Regions from separate parts of the Mus musculus genome. Here region 1 is linked to region 2. The links are chromatin contacts, called in public ChIA-PET maps. All regions are on one chromosome and are shown on one strand. Each heading gives the region's core, a stretch centred on a gene start, on an enhancer-like site or on the middle of the called end of the contact. The rest is flanking DNA. Distances are from core to core; before and after follow the strand shown. Region 1 has its middle 32 kb from the start of Gm33273. Region 2 overlaps Pag1 (phosphoprotein associated with glycosphingolipid microdomains 1).

Evidence for each region. ChIA-PET counts read pairs in DNA pulled down with a chosen protein or histone mark.
Region 1: a contact with region 2 is called in an RNA polymerase II ChIA-PET map of memory CD8 T cells, with 52 read pairs. The contact joins two enhancer-like sites. A contact is called at or near these places in 3 of 484 Hi-C or Micro-C datasets (cortical neurons and regulatory T cells) and 2 of 115 datasets of contacts at active chromatin or transcription factors (effector CD8 T cells and memory CD8 T cells).

What each region holds. Positions count from the first base shown.
Region 1 is chr3:9,915,089-9,918,576 of GRCm38.p6, forward strand. No RefSeq gene overlaps it. Among named protein-coding and RNA genes, the nearest start is that of Gm33273, 32 kb to the left of the region's middle. Within about 2 kb of position 1,808, at least 11 of the 459 cell types and tissues checked have an H3K27ac peak or open chromatin away from gene starts, as enhancers often do. A contact at or near this core is called in effector CD8 T cells, memory CD8 T cells and regulatory T cells, where this site is marked.
Region 2 is chr3:9,785,358-9,788,931 of GRCm38.p6, forward strand. Pag1 (phosphoprotein associated with glycosphingolipid microdomains 1) reads right to left here. Exons shown (of 9, transcript NM_001195031.1): 2 at 1,905-1,963. Among named protein-coding and RNA genes, the nearest start is that of Pag1, 47 kb to the right of the region's middle. Within about 2 kb of position 1,449, at least 24 of the 459 cell types and tissues checked have an H3K27ac peak or open chromatin away from gene starts, as enhancers often do. A contact at or near this core is called in effector CD8 T cells, memory CD8 T cells and regulatory T cells, where this site is marked.

The DNA.
Region 1 (3,488 bases), core at 558-3,057, 130 kb after region 2:
CTCAGGACCTTTGGAAGAACAGTCAGTGCTCTTAACCGCTGAGCCATCTCTCCAGCCCAAGCCTGTATATTCTTGAAGAATGTAATTGTCTTTAACTGCAATGCCTGGTCCTTGATTACATGGAAGAAAGGCGGGTCCTGATAATGTGAACGGTGGTTGGATCCCCAGGTTCTTTTGTCTGCTTGGTGTGAGAGACTGAGCAGAGCCAGCTTTTCTGGAGTTTCTTCTCAGTCATTTGCTAAATGTAAATAACATTTTTAGGTGACCCACTCTATTCCACGCAACAAAGCAAAAACCTGAATTAGCTGGCAGGGACTCTTCATTAGATAGCCATTCAGCCTTGGTGGCTTCTCTGCGATTATTTTACTGCTATTTACAACATTTGCAGAACTGAGGGGAAAATGTCAAATAAGCATTTGATGTTTTTCCTCATCTCTCCCTCCAAGGGACATTGCTTTGTAATTTGTTTAGCATCTTAGTCAGCCCATTAACCTTTCACCCTGGACACAGAAGATGGGTTCGATGGTTTAATTCTGTTCCCTGAGGAGTCTATAACCACATCGTAAGCTGCAGCATGTTGGACATTAATTTGGATGTATTTTCAGTCACGTCCAGATTCAGGATAATGGAAGTATAGAAAATATGAACTTAGTCCATCTGTGAGGATGCTGACTTTGCAATCGTCGCATTGATTTCTGTTGATAGGAATGGTATGTACTGGCACTGGGGCTTCAGCAGTAAACTACATTTTATTTTATACTTAAGACTTATTTCCTTTTCTTAAAATCATTTCCTAAAATTATATGTATTGGTATGTGCGTATGAACGCAGGTGTCGTAGAGGCCAGAAGAGCATGTCATATACCCTGGAGTTGGTATTACAAGTGTATGTGAGCTTTCCAATATGGGTGCTGGAAGTTGGTCTTGGGTCCCCTGCAAGCGTAGTGCATGCTCTTAACCACCGAGCCACCGAGCCACCGAGCCAGCCGTGTTCTGGTTTGCTTTCTGTCGCTGTGTTAAAGCAGTTCATTTTATCTCACAGTCTCTGTTATAGTCAGTTGCTGAGGCAGGAGCTGAAGTGGAGGCACTGGTTCTCACTGGCTTGCTTCCCTCGGCTTGCACTCGTTTAAATTTATTTATTTATTTACTTTCTTATTTACATCCCACACTCTGCTTCCATAGGATTTCCCCCTCACGGAGTCCTTCCCCACAAAACCCTCCCCTTCTCCTCTGGAGAGGATGGCCCCACCCTGGGTATCCCACCACCCTGGTGGATCAAGTCTCTGCGAGATTAGATATATCCTCTCCCACTGAGGCCAACGAGGCAGCCCTGTCGGGGAACAGATTCCACAGTCAGGCTATAGCTTTAGGGACAGCCTCCACTCCAGTTGTTGGAGGCACCACATGGACACTGAACTGCATGTCTGTTACATACGTGCCAGGGACCTCGTTCCAGCCTGGGTATATTCTTTGGTTGGTGGCTCAGTCTCTGAGAGCTCCAAAGATCTAGATTAGTTGACTCTGTTGGTCTTCCTGTAGAGTTCCTATCCCATTCAGGGCCTTCAATCCTTCCCCCAACTCTTCCATAAGAATCCCCGACTTCCATACAGTGTTTGTCAGCCTGCTCTTTGATACACTCCAGGACCATCTGCCCAAGGGTGGCACCACCCACAGTGGGTTGGATCCTTCCATAAAAATCATTAATGATTAAAGGCCCTGCAGACTTGTCTGCAAGTCAAGCTTATGGAGGCCTTTTCTCAACGGATGTTCCCACTTCCTAGATCAAGCTAGCTTCTGTCGAGTTGCAAAAAAAAAAAAATCAAATCAGCATCAAATTCACACGGAGCCGCGCCTTTCCTGTGTGTGATTGCTACTGATTTCCTGTGCATATTTTCTGAAAGGCTTTTTGAGTACTCTTGGCTCCTCCAGGTGCTGTGATGTTTGGGACTTGGCGTTTAGGGGACTTGGAGTTTAGGGGACTATTTCAAAAGTCAGGAACTAATTTTCTGAAAAGAAGGGCTTGTGCAGAAAGCCACGTTTTGTTTTCTGTTGCCCCTTGCACCTCTGGACTCAAACCTGAAAAGCAGGAAAAGCTTTAGTAAGTTCACTCAGTTAAGTGAGAAGCTTAGCCTGGGAGAGCAGCTTATTAAGTGAGAAGCTTAGTCCGGGAGAGCAGCTCATTAAGTGAGAAGCTTAGTCCGGGAGAGCAGCTCCTTGTGCCAAGCTTCTAGCTGCCACCTGGGCCTCAGCCTCACCTCTGCACTTGTCACCACACATGCTGCTTAGGGATCAGGTTAATTCCTTTCTGGAACTGACTGGATCTACCTCTCCCAGACTCCTGCCACCATGGAGGTGACCCTTGATGACCTGAGTTTCTTCCGACACTATGCGTGCCCTTGCTTAGCTGAGTTTTACACTGATCTTATAATCAGGCCAATTTCTTTCATCACCCTTGTAATTGATCAAAAATTTATCTTCAGGCTAATCTGAGCCTGGATGAGCAGGAGCAGAAGTTGAGAGGAAACGCGTGTGCAAATCCTGCATGGTTTCTCAGTTGTTGTTTTATGGGAGTGATAGTTTTATTAGAAAGCATATATATATATATATACATATATATATATATGTCTCTCATTAAGTTGTGATTTGTTCTGTGAAATGGAAGTGTGTGAGGATGGAATATAAAATAAGCTAGGTGGGCTTGGTAGTTTGTGTAAGGATGTCATCTGATGTGCTTGGACTTGCTTTCACTTGTTGCCACAGGGTGGGCTGGTACCCAAGTGGGGCTTCCCCTTCTCTGAGGAGAATGGGAGCGGTAATGAGGGAGAAATGTATGAGGATGAGACTCAGAAGAGAGGAGGGAGGGGGCTGCAATTGGGATGAAAAGTGAATAAATACATAAATTAATAATAAAAAGAATGGCTGCCTGTGGATCCAGTTGGAGAGCTCTCAACTGCCTCTCCAGCACCATGGCTCCATGTGTGCCACCATGCTCCCTACCATGATAATGGACCAAACTCCTGAAACTGTAAACAAGCCCCAATTAAATGCCTTTCTTTCTGAGAGTTGCCATGATCATGGTGTCTCTTTACATCACTAGAATAGTGACCAAGACACACGGTCTCAAAGTTTGCTTCTGTGTGTTTTTGAAAACTGAATGAAAGAAGCTCCAGGATACTCTTGGTACTCTGTATGTCTGTCTGTCTGTCTCTCTCTCTGTCTCTCTGTCTCACTCTGTGTGTGTCTCTCTGTGTTTCTCTGTCTCTCTGTCTCTCTCTGTGTGTCTCTGTGTGTCTCTCTCTGTCTTGCTCTGTGTCTCTCTCTGCCTCTCTCTGTGTCTCTGTCTCTATGTCTCTGTTCTCTCTCTCTCTCTCTCTCTCTCTCTCTCTCTCTCATTCTCTCTCTCTCAGAATAGAAGGTTGGTGTAAATGGGAAGGAGGGAAGAGAAGCAATGGAAGAGAATGGATGTCTTTTAAGAAAGGACAAAACAAT
Region 2 (3,574 bases), core at 199-2,698:
GAGGAAGGCATTTATGGAGCACAGATAATCAAAGCTGTTAAGCACATATTCTTTAGCCTTAGTTAGCAGGAGGAGGAGGAGGAGGAGGAGGAGGAGGAGGAGGAGAAGGAGGAGGAGGAGGAGGAGGAGGAGGAGGAGGAGCAGGAGGAGGAGCAGGAGGAGGAGGAGGAGGAATCTGTTTCTAGGTTCTGTAGTTGCCCTGCAAATGACTCAGCAGTGACCCAGCTCTCCTAACAGCAAAGACTTAACTCTGGATTTCTCAACAAGCATAAGAAAAGATTTAATTAAAAGACAATGGTTCATTTTTACCAAGATGTGAGGGCCTGGGAAAACCTAGACCAGATGGACCCTTTCCTCTGTGAGCAGAGAGGCCCAGAATGATGGTCTGTAATGGGAGCAGGTCAGGGAGGCCAGGACACTTGAGATTTCTAAATCTTTTAAATGGGGTGAAAATGACACTTCAAGGTCCAGGATTCATTTTAAAAAGTGATAACCTGTAGTAATGCAATTGCTAAACCTAGTGTGAAGGTCTTTGCGTTGACTTGTCGTTTGCTTAGGCTCGAGGATTTCACGCTGGATTTTGATTCTGTCCAAGCCCAGATCACTCAGGGGTTTCCGATGTAACTGGTATTAGTACTGATCATGGTCACAGTAAACACAGCCTCATGGTCCCGATGATGGTAGTGGTGGGGAGAGCTGTGTATACTGGTCATCCTTCACAGAGCTCAAGAGTCTGTGCAATTAACACAGAAGTGGAAGCTCACAGTCAGCTATTGGATGGATCACAAGGCCCCCAATGGAGGAGCTAGAGAAAGTACCCAAGGAGCTGGGGGGATCTGCAACCCTATAGGTGGAACAACAATATGAACTAACCAGTACCCCGGAGCTCGTGTCTCTAACTGCATATGAATCAGAAGATGGCCTAGTCGGCCATCAGTGGAAAGAGAGGCCCATTGATCTTGCAAACTTTATATGCCTCAATACAGGGGAACTCCAGGGCCAAGAAGTGGGAGTGAGTGGGTGGGGGAGTGGGTGTGGGGGACTTTTGGGATAGCATTGGAAATGCAAATGAAATAAATACCTTATAAAAAAAAGAAAAAAAAAGAGTCTGTGCAATTAGTATTCTCATCTCAGAATGAGGAAAGAGACTGAGATGAGGTAGCACTGGCCCTCCATGGAGGCACCAAGAAGCAGAATGAGGACTGAGCCAGACACTGCTTGAAGTCCCATGGCATAGGAACTGTGCCTGTTGGTGTCTTGGTCTCTTGTCTCTTGATAGGAAATATCCCATGTGTCAGCGCCTGGTGGACACTGGGTGGAGCTTTTGAGGGGTGATTGACTTATTAGGGCTGAATTCCATCAATGGATTCAGCAGTTATGAGTTCAGAGCAGAGCAGAGTTATGAGAGCAGAGGCGGGGCTCAGAGGAAGTGGGCTGCTGGCGATGCCTCGAAAGGCTGTATCTTGTCCTTACACACTTCCTCCCTGGCTCTCTGCTTCCTCACTGCTAGGAGGGAGCAGCTTGTCCCACCATGCCCTTCAATCCGCCTCACTAAGTGATGATGCTTCTGACCCCACTGTGACCCCAAACACACATCTCCTGCCGTTTCTATCAGGTTTTGTTAGAGCAACATAAAACAGACAAGTTACCCTTGTGGCACAGTGGTCATGGTGTGACATCTAAGGTGGAACTAGCTCACACCTGGCTGGAGCTGTGTATCTGTGGGTGCAGGCTAGCTCACACCTGGCTGGAGCTGTGTATCTGTGAGTGCAGGCTAGCTCACACCTGGCTGGAGCTGTGCATCTGTACATGCAGGGTGGCTAGATACAGAGTTACCTTAGTAGCAAGCTTGAATGACCAATATTAAAGATGGTGACTTAGATGAATAAATATCCTGAACTCACCAACTCCCAGCTTTGAAGTTGTGCTCCACTGTGGAAATCAGAGAAGAACCCAGTGTGTTCTAGAAAGGAATAAGAGGAACATAGTTTTAAATTTCTTATTGGACTAAAACTAAAAGAATGAAAAGAGTTATTACCTTCTCCTTTACTTATTAAAAGTTCTGCAGTAAAGGAGGAAATTGATCAGTAAGCGTAAGCTGTAGCATTTTAGTACTACAGAGAAAGGAGTCCTAAAGACAAAACTTGAAATGCCTGCCCATAGTCGACAGACTTGTGGTGATGGGCACTTGTTCTTGCAGAAGACCTGAGTTCAGTTCTGACCTTGGACACGGGTGCCAGTGACTCACGCCTCTCCTTAGCGTCAGTGCCAGGCAATCAGATGCCCTCTTATGACCTTCATGAGCACCAGTCCTGCCTGTGGTACACATATACATGCAGGCAAAACACTCATACACATAACACAAGCCAATCTAAATCTAAACGAACAGTTCTAGATAAGATAAATGTACACATGGACACAGAGTACATATCCATGGAAGGAACAGAAATGAAGCTGCAGACGAGCCATTTAGTTATGTCTCTGCCATATTTGAATAATTGCTTCCTTCCTCCTCTTCTCAATCTACAGAGTCCTACAGTAGGCATGTGTTATATATCACACACATAACCGCAGACCTACACAATGGGCAATGTACCACAGCCTTAAAACAGCTATATACTGAAAGAGAGGGAGAGAGGGGGAGAGAGGGGGAGAGAGGGAGGAAGAGAGGGAGAGAGGGGGAGAGGTGGGGAGGGAGATAGGTGGAGAGAGAGAGAGAGATTGGGAGAGACAGAGAGGGAGGGAGGGGGAACATGAAATGAAAGGGTGAAGAACCATGTGCTAATTGCTAGCATGGATCTAGCCATGCTATTTACTCCTTCAACTTGAAATACACTGTTTAATACAGTGCCTTATGCTTATTAACAGTAAGATTGTATCACTTATAAAGATCCTGTCCTGCAAGAGTGTGACTAAGATTTGAGAAATTGAACTCAAACCTAAAACCCTGCTTTGTACGATGGTTCTTGTGTAGACTTCTTAAGTTTGTGTCATGGAGGGAGACGCTTGCAGAGTGGGGAGACATAAGAGCTGGTGGAGATTGCTTGAGGATGAATCCTGAGGTAAAACGGGGACTCTTTTATGCTTTCAATTTGTTTCTGTTTTGGTAAAGTTTAAAAAGGAAAGGACAAAAATTGTTCCTTAGAAATAAATGATAAGGAAAGCAATGTTAGAGTGGGCAAAGAGCTGCCCAGGTGAGACCCTGCCCAGGTGAGACCCTACGGGAACCACCAGGACCAGAGCTGAGAGACGGCAAAGAGACACAGTGGTTCCACCCGAGGAAGTGATGGTCCTGCCATGAGCTGCCCAGGTGAGACTCTGTGGAAATCAGTAAGGTCAGAGCTTGCCACTACATCCCAGTTCAAGCCCTGGCCATGTGATCTAAGAGCCTTTGATTGTGTATTCCAGGAGAAAGTTGCTCAGCAGGAAGTCAGGAGAAGGTAGCAGCCGTGCCTGCTGTCTCTGCCTTCAGACTTTCAGTCATGTGAGCCCATGGAAACTCCTCTCAGCCATCTGCTGGGTAAAATCCCAACCCAGAACTACTCAGGTCACACCTCAGTGACACTGTGGCTTC